Regions from separate parts of the Zea mays genome. Here all the other regions are linked to region 1. Evidence: chromatin contacts called from public Hi-C data. All regions are on one chromosome and are shown on one strand. Each heading gives the region's core, a stretch centred on a gene start, on an enhancer-like site or on the middle of the called end of the contact. The rest is flanking DNA. Distances are from core to core; before and after follow the strand shown.

Evidence for each region. Hi-C and Micro-C count contacts between places; a contact is called where the count stands out from the background.
Region 2: a contact with region 1 is called in a Hi-C map of tassel, with 2.4 times the contacts expected there. The contact joins the enhancer-like site here to the promoter of LOC100282825 in region 1. A contact is called at or near these places in 3 of 25 Hi-C or Micro-C datasets (bundle sheath, endosperm and tassel).
Region 3: a contact with region 1 is called in a Hi-C map of tassel, with 1.8 times the contacts expected there. The contact joins the promoter of LOC100273664 here to the promoter of LOC100282825 in region 1. A contact is called at or near these places in 2 of 25 Hi-C or Micro-C datasets (ear and tassel).

What each region holds. Positions count from the first base shown.
Region 1 is chr2:13,204,664-13,208,426 of Zm-B73-REFERENCE-NAM-5.0, forward strand. LOC100282825 (seed specific protein Bn15D1B) reads left to right here and starts at 1,294. Exons shown (of 2, transcript NM_001155731.2): 1 at 1,294-1,472; 2 at 3,088-3,713. The coding sequence starts at 1,387. The coding sequence ends at 3,364.
Region 2 is chr2:13,543,120-13,547,000 of Zm-B73-REFERENCE-NAM-5.0, forward strand. No RefSeq gene overlaps it. Among protein-coding and RNA genes, the nearest start is that of LOC103645997, 3.7 kb to the left of the region's middle. Within about 2 kb of position 1,967, at least 18 of the 20 cell types and tissues checked have an H3K27ac peak or open chromatin away from gene starts, as enhancers often do. A contact at or near this core is called in endosperm and tassel, where this site is marked.
Region 3 is chr2:12,765,716-12,769,357 of Zm-B73-REFERENCE-NAM-5.0, forward strand. It overlaps LOC100273664 (OSJNBa0083N12.13-like protein), which reads left to right and starts at 2,255. Exons shown (of 5, transcript NM_001148077.1): 1 at 2,255-2,604; 2 at 2,964-3,094. The coding sequence starts at 2,373.

The sequences.
Region 1 (3,763 bases), core at 44-2,543:
TAGATATTTAAACCTATTCTTATAATAAACTTATAAAAGTATGCAGCAACAACTTACCTTCTAAAATGATAATTTGAGATATAAAAAATAGGTAGGATATCTAACGGATATGTTCTAGAAACTTGCCACGCCGGTACAATACCCATCCATCCGCACGCCCCACGCAGGACTAGAGTTTCTGTTGCGATGGAAGATTTCAAACGAGCCTTCAATCAGTGAGGAGGGATCAAGTTTGATATGAAAGAGGGAAACATAAGAGGAATGAAACCAGAGGAGATCGTGGTTTTCTGCGAACAAAAACCCCATGATAAACGAATTAGAGTTTCTTTAGGCTATCTTCAGCAGTCCGTGTAAACGGCCGTCTAAAGTATTGTTTTGAATCATATATTATACTGTTTGCAGAATGAACTTTAAAATATGGTGTGAGATATGAAGTGAAATAAGAAGTCTGCCGAAGATAGTGAAATAAGAAGTCTGCCGAAGATAGTCTTGGATACCCATGTCTATCTATGACTAACAAAAGTATGTTGCAAGCACGTACGTCTTAGCAGCCGGTAAGGTCGTCTAGAAAACCGCTTTTGTTTATCATTGGCGACCGACATTTCCCCCTCTCGCAGATGAAACTAATGCAGGCTCCTCAGTCCAACCGTCCACCGTCCCGTCCGCAGTCCCCTGTCACGAATTGAATAATGTGATTCCTTACAGTAATTAAACCCATTACGGCGAAACAAACAGTGCCGCATCACGCGGGCTACGTGTGCTATTGTAGCCCGCACGGTCAGGTACAAACCGAGTTATCTGCAGTTTTGTACACGCACACTTGCCATGAGAGAAATGACACATGGATAGCACCATTCTCAAGGGGTAAGAGCCGCGCGCAATGATAGTAGTACTCGTAGTAGGAGCCAGCCAGCCACACATGACATGATCAGATCAGACGGCCCAGCGTTGATGGAGGTTCCAAGGTGACGTCGCTATCCGGACGGCGATGCTGCTGGCCGTTGGCAGGTAGTTGGACGCACAGCTGGACGTTCCGATCAGGAGCGGGAAGGTTGCCGTCACCGTCAGTGCTGCTGCTCCCCAATAGCCGCCGTAGCTGCTCCGTTGCCCTTTTGTTTACGCAGTAGCCAACAGCAACAGCAGGCGCCGTACCTGTACGACGGTGCGCCGGCATGGCACCGGCTCGCTCGGACGGTGGTGGCCTGCACGGTGCACGCTGGTGGTGGTCCCGGGGGGCCCCGGGCGCTATAAAACGAGGCAGCCGGTAGGAGTCCACGGAATCGAAAACCCACCGCACCCTTTCATCAGCCTGCCTGTCCACTGTTGGCTTGGTGACTTCCTCCGCTCCGCTCCGCTCCCCTCCGCTCCCGAACGGTCGATCTTTGCATGGCAGCAGCAGCTGGCTCCAAGGGGCGGGCGATCGCTGGAAGCTTCGTCAGCCGCGTCCTCGCCGGCAAGGCCGCCTCGCCGAGGTACTCAGACGGGCCACACTCACCCCACACGCGCGGGTTTCGGTTTGCCCTGTGATTCTGCTTTTTTTTTTACTATTTTTGAGCGTGCTTGTTCTTGATCAGTTCGTCGAAGATCTCGCCGTAGTTTTAGGCTTGTAGCAGAGCGATCTGTCTGTTCTTTTTACGGCCGTTCTTAGCTTTGCTCTGGGAGTCTGGGTCCGGTGATCCGGTCCCTCGGATCGATAGTGCTTATTTCGCCCCCCTCCGACTTGGGACTTGTTGGGAGGATCTTAGCTTCGTGGATAACTATAACTCTAGTTCTGCAGAGAGCCCTTGTTTCGTGTTGGTTCAGTGTGCTGCTGGTGCCAAGATTTTGGTCAGCAGAAATATCTAGAAGTTGGCGACAACAGAATGATTATCTTCTCACACGAGTATGTAGATATGGCAACCCTGAACATCTCCCAGCTTGTTTAATCCTCTGGCCGTCCGTCCGAGAACAATAGAACACATACTAGGAGTCTAGGACTAGGAGGGAGAGTATGTATCTTCAACTTGAATGCACACTACCATCTCCGTATAAGTGATAGAAGAACTCCATCCATCTCCGTAGAAGTGATAGAAGAACCCCAACCAAAGCCAGATCCATGTGCTTGTACTACACTAGTACCACGGAGTCCTTCTCTCCCTCCTCCGTAGATATTACTGTATTTGTTGTTCTACGGTTCTGCCCACTTCAGACTGTCAAATCTGCAAAACTGTCTGTCAGCCTCTGCCACTAGGAAAACTGGAAAAGCCAAACGCCACGCCACGCCACTAGCAGGCTGCAGGCGCACCCACACAAAGAAGATGAGGAGCAGTGGAGGCGCGCAGGACGTGCACATCAAGCCGCGCAGCAAACAGCAAGCGACCTCGCCTGATTGCCTTCCGTGTTCCATCGCATCGCTTTCCGAAAGGCGGATTGATGGGTGGGTCTGGTGCGCGGTAGTTGTCGCTCGGCTCCACCCTCACCCTCACCAGTGGGCAGTGCAGTGGCCAGTCACTCACTCCTACCCACCTGCCGATCTTGGCTGCCATGGCTCGCTTGCTTTGGTTCTCACTCAAAGGAAAGAAAGGAACCCTCTCCACGGTACGACCGGGACCAGAAGCATCCGCGTCTGCCGGGCCCCACCTACCGTCCTTTGGCATCCGGTCCGTACGATTCTGTTTCGATCCCATCGCGCCAGCTGCTGCGGGACGCCGGGCCGACGACCGATCGGGGCCGTCCGTCCGTCCGTGGGGTCTCGCAGTAGGTGACATGCCCATCGGACGGTGTTTGGTGTGGACGTGTGGTGGATGGTACATAGTACCGGGCGTGGTACGGTTTGCTGTGGTGAGTGAGTGAGTGGGATCATGGAGGGCCACCTGGCCTCGCCTCGCTCTTGTACGAAGTCATGCGCGCCCGCCCATGGCCCATTCGGCCCATGTGCGCGCGCAGCCCAGCCGTGCGTGGGAGTCCGATCGTGATGCGTTTGCTAGCTCTGATGCCATGGCGCCATTGTTTCAGCCTAGGTGTTGGGATTTTTCATCTTGTCATGAACGCGATGAACCTAGCGATCGTCACACGCTCTCTCTCTCTCTCTCTGGTTCCCGTGTGCAGGAGGGCCGTGCACGCCTCGGCGTACGACAAGAACCTGGAGGACCAGGTGCGCCCGGCGTTCGTGCCGGACGATGTGATCGGCAGCGCCGGGAGCCCCGACAAGTACTGGAGCCCCCACCCCAAGACCGGCGTCTTCGGCCCGGCGGCGGTGGACCCCAAGCTGGCCGCTGGTGGCGCGCCGGACGCCGGCGCGGATGCTGCAGGAGGCACGGTGCTGGACCAGAAGGTGTGGTTCCGCCCGCTCGAGGACGTCGAGAAGCCGCCCCCCGCCGCGTGAGCCGCGCGGCGCTGCTAGGCCAGCCCACACTGCTGCTCGCTCATAAAAAGGGCGGCGGGAGAGCCTGGCAGTGGCAGGCACTCTGCTCGTGCTCGGCCGGGCTGGGCTCCCTGCTTATATCACTGCAATATTATACTACTAGTAGTGGTGCTTGATAGCAGTGTGTGGCTGTGCTAATACCAGTATAATACTGGTTCTACTATAATACAGTCGTATCAGGCATGGCGTGCATCAGGACTGGTTGTGATAGTAGCAACGTGATGCTCGTGCCTGTAATAAGAACAAGCAGGCGATGTGTGCCTGTGATGTACCGGTGTCGTCAGTGTTATAAGTACTTGGGTCAATGGTTTCTGCATGTGTTTGTTACCTTGTTGCACTTGGCATCTAGAGCTCAAACTC
Region 2 (3,881 bases), core at 717-3,216, 340 kb after region 1:
AAACATAGTTTTGCATGGCAAGATGATTTCAAACCAAAACATTGTCAACTACAAAGTTTCATAACTCTTCAATACCTACAACTTTCATGTTGGTGGTTTTTTATTTCGAGGTTGTTTTCAAAATTCAAATTTTAAATTTTTTAAATTCAGGCATAGTTTTCGTTGACAATATGACTTCAAATAAAAAAGTTGTCAACTACAAACTTCTATAACTTTTTACGATCTACAAAGTTTATTTTGGTTGTTTGATCATTTGTTCATCTCACATGATAGTTCTAACAATATGCACAAATTCTATACATATCTCTCGTAGTTCCATAAACTATGAGAGAGATATAGGTTTTATGAACAAATATATTTTTAGTTTATCATATGAAGAAATGTTCAAAATATAAAATGTACATCATGATGAGTTATACAAATTTGTAGTTGAAAACTTTTTCATTTGAATTATTTTACTGCTTTAAAATGTGATTTTTAAAATGTGTATGCAGTTGGCTTGATGTGAGACAATAAGCTAAACCCACGGGTTTTCCATGGGTTTCCACCCAATTACGGGTTGGTTTGGGATCAATAATGTTATTGGATGGGTTGGGTTTAACTTCCCTCTAGTATTTTTTGGTTGGGTGTGGGATGGATATCAAAGTAATTAGATTTGGGTATGGGTGGGAGTGGATTGGATTTTTTGCCATTAGCAGGCCTAGGTGGCAGTGCGAAAGCAGCGCTGGGCATTGTTGATCCGAGAGGAGGCAGGCACGGCAGATGATATGCTCCCGACAAGGGCTGCTGCCCGAAATCCCTTAGCTCAATCACGCTGGGACAGTGCGCCTTGCTGGAAAGGGTCTCCGTCGGCATTAGGAACTCTTCGTGGTAGATGGCCGGTGATGGAGCTGACGACCGTGACGGTGGAGACATCTTCTTTGAAGGCAGGAACTTTGCTGGTAGTAGGAACTCGGATCCAAGTGCATCTTCCTTCTTCGAACGCAGTGACGGCCTTGCTGGATCATTTGTGCCGCCAAACGGTATGTTTCAGACTTCCTTGAAGGCATTGAATTGTATGATTTCAGTCGTTGCCACGACATAGTTTAAATTATAATCAAATACTTGTAGAGTTTGACACAGGATCACGGTAATCTAAAACATGTAGCTTCTTGCAAGTGATACTCACCTCAACATGGCAGTGTTAAATAGCAAACCACCAAAATATAAACGATCAACATGATAGACCAATAGAGGTAGCATGTAGGAATGTGGTCCGGAGGCCCAAACACACACACACAAGTATAGATGAATTTGTTTTTTTAATTTAGCTTAGTTTACTGTATTTTAGCATTTGTTTGAAGAAACTGTTGGAGTATATACCATATTTCACCTCTATTTTTTTAACATGCCCCTAATAATAATGTTTTGGAAAAACTTTTTTAGCATCTTTCTAGAGTTGCTCTTAAACTATTTATCTTGAATGTCTTGGTTGGCTACTACACATTTAATTAGCCGAAGACTCCACACTCTTCGTTGTGCACCAAGGTATATATATATAAGCGAAACCATTTTTTATTAAGGAAAATATAGACGAAACCAATGTAAAGGGTGCTATTTATTTATTGTATTAGTGACGTCTTTTCCAGCTCTGTTAAAGAAGCAACATGTTAAAGACACAATAATTGAACAAACTTTCGCAATAGATGGTCTCGAGAAAGTTTGCTGCGATGTGGTACCAGAATATAGGTTTTGCCAAAACCATATGCCACTTGCCCACTTCCTCACCCAAAATTCTACAGTGCTCATTTTTTTTTCTCTCCCCCTTCTCAAGTTTTTCATTCCTGGTTTGGAGGATATACAGTTATACACAAATTTACCATTTCCATTAGCAAAGAAAGACATTGGGCTCAAGCCCAGCCCAAACCGATGGGATCGGTCGACACCAAGCGAGGCAGGCTGTGTAGGGCTTGGCATTTTAAACCCCATGAACCGAATCCGAACCCGAATAGATCGAATTGGTCGGTTTTTCGGGTTCGATCCACATATCGTACTTATTCGGTTATCGAGTTAGGGTTCGGTTTTTATATCGCGTAAGCCGAATGTAAAAAAAAAAGAACACACAACAGTCACCAGTCAGCCCAATAGCCACTTGCCCACTTAGGAAGAATATCCAACAGCGACGCCGCCCGAGACCATCACCATCCGCGCGGCGGAGATGCCCGAGGAAGAGCAGCGCTCGGGGAGAGGAGCGGTGGTGGATCCGTGGTAAGAAACGGACTGCCGTAAAATTACGAGGATTACTGCGGCTAAATCTGTCGTAGATCGTATAATTCCAAAGTTCAACTAATTATAATACTAAAATTTTAATTATTCTGTTTGAGATACCTATTTTCAGAAGTCCAGTATCGACGATATCACGGTTCCAAAAAAAAAAAAAGCTCGTCTCCCTGACCCTGACCGCACTACCGCAGCCCGCAGGCAGCCGAGACCGCCCAGGCGCCCACCAGCCAACCTAGAGCCTCTCCACTGCTCGGCCGCCGCCTGCCGCAGCCCGCCATCCACTGCTCCCGCCTCCCGGCGTCCGGCGTTCTGCTTCTGCGTAGGCGCGGCTGCGCTCCAGCTCCAACTCCGGCGTCCGGCCTACTGCTACTGCTCCAGCTCCAGCTCCCAGCTTCCCCCGCCCGCCTATGTCCAGCTCCAACTCCAGCGTCCGCTCTAGCTTCGGTGTACCGCTCCAACTCCCCCGCTGCAGCTCCGGCCACAACGCAAGGTACGCCCATCGGAAATTGCCGTGTCCTGATCGTGGATCTAATTGTTTTATCGGAAATGATTGGAATTCACATGAGTTAATGATATATATCTAAATTTTCAATCTTTTAATAGTATAGATACTATTATTCTGAAAAAAGAAAAAAAAATTAAGTCTGAACTGTTTGTGCTTCTTTGCCTCTTCCGCTGTTCAGAGTTCAGACTCCAGCGCCGTCTTCTTCACGGTCGCCTTTTGCGCTCCATCCCCTGGGCTTTCCGTCACGGTGGCCGCAGCCATGGTGGAGATGCGGCAGCGGAGGAAGCCGCTGGTCCTCGCCTCCACGCAGGCGCTCCTCGACTCGCTTCCGGGGGATCGCCCGCCGCCACCGCCGCAGGAGCCGGTGCGCCTTAAGGCCGGCGTCCTCCGATTCCCCTCCGGAGGTGGTGGCGCCGAGTTCGGGGAGCTCGCGTCTTTCGTCGGCATCCCTGCCCCCACTCTCCGACGGCTCGCGGTCGTCACGGGTACTCCTGTGAGTCCTCTAGTTTCTGTCATTTGTTTCGAATTGGAGAGTCGTGCTGGGAAATTCGATCGGTTAGGCTTCCACCTAATAATCTGTGTTGTTTGTTTGCCCCTTAACTTATTTAAGCTGGATTATATAATCTAGAGGGTAAACAAACATGGCCTTAGCAAGTTCATCTCTGACATAATTCAGGTGCAGCTTTTCGTGCTTAGATGGTAAATGGGTACTGTGTGGGATTCTGTTCTGTTCATTTTAGTGAAATATGATATGCATCTACTGATCTGCAGGTGCTTGTCAAGAATACTGACAATAATGTTGGGAGGATTGTCAAAGCAGTATTGTTTGGTAACCCGTCCCTTGACAAGTCCTGCTCAGAACATACTGACCAAGTGGTCTCTGGTCATGCAATGGGCTTCTTACCTTGTCGCACGTTCCCTGCTACTGGTTTTACATCCATGGATGAAGATGTTGGTTATGTTAGCCCACTTTTGGCATTCAACTTGGGATTGCCTGTTTCTTGCCTTAAACTACTTATTCAAAGAGAAGGGCAGCCTTTCAAGTTCTGTTCTCGAGCTGAAGAGATGGATGCAACTGCCAGTTCTGGAAGTGATCTTTCTCTTCACTTAGACC
Region 3 (3,642 bases), core at 1,005-3,504, 440 kb before region 1:
TTTTATTAAAAAATAATGAGTTATCGTTTTTTTATTTATTTATTTTATCATTTAAGGTAGTTTGTGTTTGATTTAAAATTTTATATTTTTAAATACATACTTTGAATAAAACAAATGGTTAAAGTTTTCAAAAAAAAAGTCAAGGTGTTACATTTTTGTGAACGGATGTAGTAGTACTGATTTTGTTGTGGGTGGAAATACAATAATTAATGCTGGCAAATTGGGGTGGAGACGTGGAGTTTATTTTTTAGTGCCGGAATAATGATCTAGACCCTAGGAGCACGGCCGGGATAAAGTTGAAGTAAGGACTGAAGAGAAAATAATATAAGAAACTCTATTTTAAATTATATTTTCCCTATAAGAATCGTTTTAGATTAAACATGCATCCATTAATTATATGTCTGTATTTGTTATCATTTATTCGAATGTGTACAGAAAAAGCTAAAAAGAACTATATAGACGGGCCCCCGCCGCCCATCGCAGCTGACGTCCTGAAGTCCAAGTCTCCACAGAATCATGGGCACGACTTCGCAGGGTCAAGTATGCAACGTACAAGCAAAGGTTGTACCAGACTACCGTGGGGGCCATCCTCCGCCTCATCACCATCTGGACCCACCTATAAGCCCTTTACGGGGTAGATTTTGTGGTATATCTAGGCTACTGTACTTCACCATACTGTAATGACCCTGTTGAGAGGAATATTCCGGGAATGTAGCAGGTAACCGGGGTTATAACGACAATTGGGGACCCAACTACCCGCCCCGGTTACCTATAAATACCCCCGTATTGTACACAGATAGAACACATGTAACAAGACGATACAGTTCCATACCTACTATTTTGTTGTGCACGTGAGTTCTCCCATTTCCGAGTGATTGAGCCCACCTGTCCATGTGTCAGCTGGTCTCAACAATGGATAAAATCGCAATTACATAATAACGAAAGCTAAAATCACAATAAATTGCATCCAATTTTTTTTTTTGTCTTTTCACATCAGATTTACATACCTTCAACTGCACATAACGATGCAAGGGTACAACATAGTTCTTTTTTTAAAATGGAGGGGTAAAATAATAAAGTTAAAAACAATGGGTAAAACACAATTACAAGTTCTAAGAGGGGTATAATTAAAATCGCCTCAAAAGTTATTGTCTACTCTTACTCATTTTTTTACTCTACTGATATCTCGTGGCTGTTCAGTATTTTTTGGTTGAATAACTTTCAATTCTCTTGAGTTCTATTTATTAATAAAACCACTGTCAATGTTTCTAACAAATTGACCAAACCAGTGTCTACACACGGGTGAGCTGAAGGCGAACATGTCCATATTCGGTACGGCTGTTCGGGGGCATTTCGATAGGCGTCTGTTGGAGTGTTGCAGAGGTACACCTCAGGATATTTAGTTTGACTAAAGTTTAATTTATGTCATATTAAATATTTAAATATCAATTATATACGTATAGTTAATTAGATTTAATAAATTTATTATGTCTTTTAGTCTTTATATGTATAATTAGTTTTTTAATTAAAATATATTTAATATCCGTAATTGTTATTTAAATATTTGATGTGAATGTGACTATAAACTTTCAAACACATTCAGAAGTGAGGGTTTATACTTTAAAGAAACAGTCTGTTCGATTGTCTTTAATACGTACTGTTTTCTGCTACTTCTATAATGTTTTTGTCTTTATAAATTATAGCTATAATAGTTCAAACAATCAATTTTAATTCGAAGCGAATATCAAAAAAAAATGCAAATCAATCTATTGGCATTGTAGTGGCACGTAGGACAGAAACAAGAAACAATGACTATCTATTTACACCCAGTTAAATAGGAGTAATTACTTTCATTTGCATGATTGCATCTGCGATACTTGAGTGCTCGTGCCCTGAGCCTATGGAGGCTGTGATGGTGGCATGTGTAAATGCGTTGCCTAGCTTAAGTTCGTTTCTGTTGAATTTCCACGTGTATTTATTCATTTTCATACATATGTATATCTTGATTCTGTTTTTACAGCCGGCTGTCTGATCCCATTCACATTTTCAGTAAACTTCCTTTTTTCTGAACAAAATCATTTCCACTAAATAAATATAGAAATAGAAATTAAAAGATATTTTCCCGTCGTTTCCGTTCATTTCGCTCGCTACTTATATCATTCTTTTTTGTGTCACACAAATGCAAATATGTGTTCGTCCTGCTGTCGTGCTACAAGTCGCGCTAGGCCGCTGGCCCATTGCACACACGGCCCAAAATAGTCTTGCAAAGTCCAAGGAAACGACGGGTTCACAGCCGCTGCGCTCAATTGACCCTCCCCTCGCCGGCGTCCGGCGATCGCCGGCATCCGAGCGATGGATCACCCATCCACGTGATGGATCCGACAGCTCCTTCCCCGGCCCCCCCTGCGGGCGATGGGGCACAGCCATCGGACCAGAACCGGCAGCGACCAAGGTCTGCACTCCGTGGCGCCCTCGGGGTGGCCTTCCCCATCGCGGTATCGTTCCTCTTCTCCTTCCTCGTTGGGCTCGCTGGGCTCGCGCTTGGTGGCCTCTCGTCCACCGCATCGGTCTCCATGCCCTCCACCTGCCGCATCCTCTCCAGTGGTCAGTCGCTGCTTCCTACCCGGTTTATTTCCGTAACTGCAGCTTGTAGATCTTAGTGTTTTGTTAAGGTTAGCGAAATTAATACCATAGATTAGCTGTTCTGCGATATGTTCCAAGAGATTACTGCAAATTTAAGCTTAGTCGTCCTTTTGAGGTACATATTTGATATTTTTTTTATCTAACATTCGTCTGGTTTTACACAGTTCAGATGGTATGAGCTTGCTATGTTAGCTAGGAAATTGCGGTTGCACTAGAAATATTAGATACTGAGATTCCATTGGACCTCATCTAGAATGCTTATAATGTGATTGCTTAGCCTTCCAATATTTGTGATTGATGCGTTTGCTGGTACATTGTAGGCGTTGACCTTAGGTCATCAAAAGTTTGCGAGCTTGGGTTATTGAACTATAGAGCTAAGCATGTCTTCTACCCATCGAGTAAGAGGAGATTCCGCTGCCATGATGACTACTACTGGGCTTCAGTTTTACAGGTTACAATTTGTGCTGTAATGCACTTCAATGGTTACATCTCTAGGATAACTTTTAAAAATGTTGTTGAAGCTGATGATTGGCTAAAATTTACAACCCCCTCCCCCCTCCCAAAATATAATTTGTTTTGGACTAAACATACATTAATTACTTAACATATGAATGTAGTTTACATGTATGTCTACATTCATTATCATTTGAATGAATGTAGACGAAAAAAAGAGGTCTAGAAAGAACTATATTTTGGGACAGAGGGAGTACATGTTAAATCTAATGTTAACTGGGTATATTTATGAGGCCATTCCCACACTCATTTTCTGTAGATTTAAGTCTGTACAATACTCTGTTTTTCTTGACGAGGTTTAGAAGTTATGCATATTTTCTAGTTTGTTCCACAGATATGCAAAGAAAGGCAAAAACTTCTTTACATGCTGTGCACCAACTTTCAATTTTGTTCATCCTGTTAACCACCCATACTTCTTTTATTATGCTTTTGATATTCATGAAGGCTTGCCATTTGTGTTTATTTGACTCAGTTATCATTTGTGCT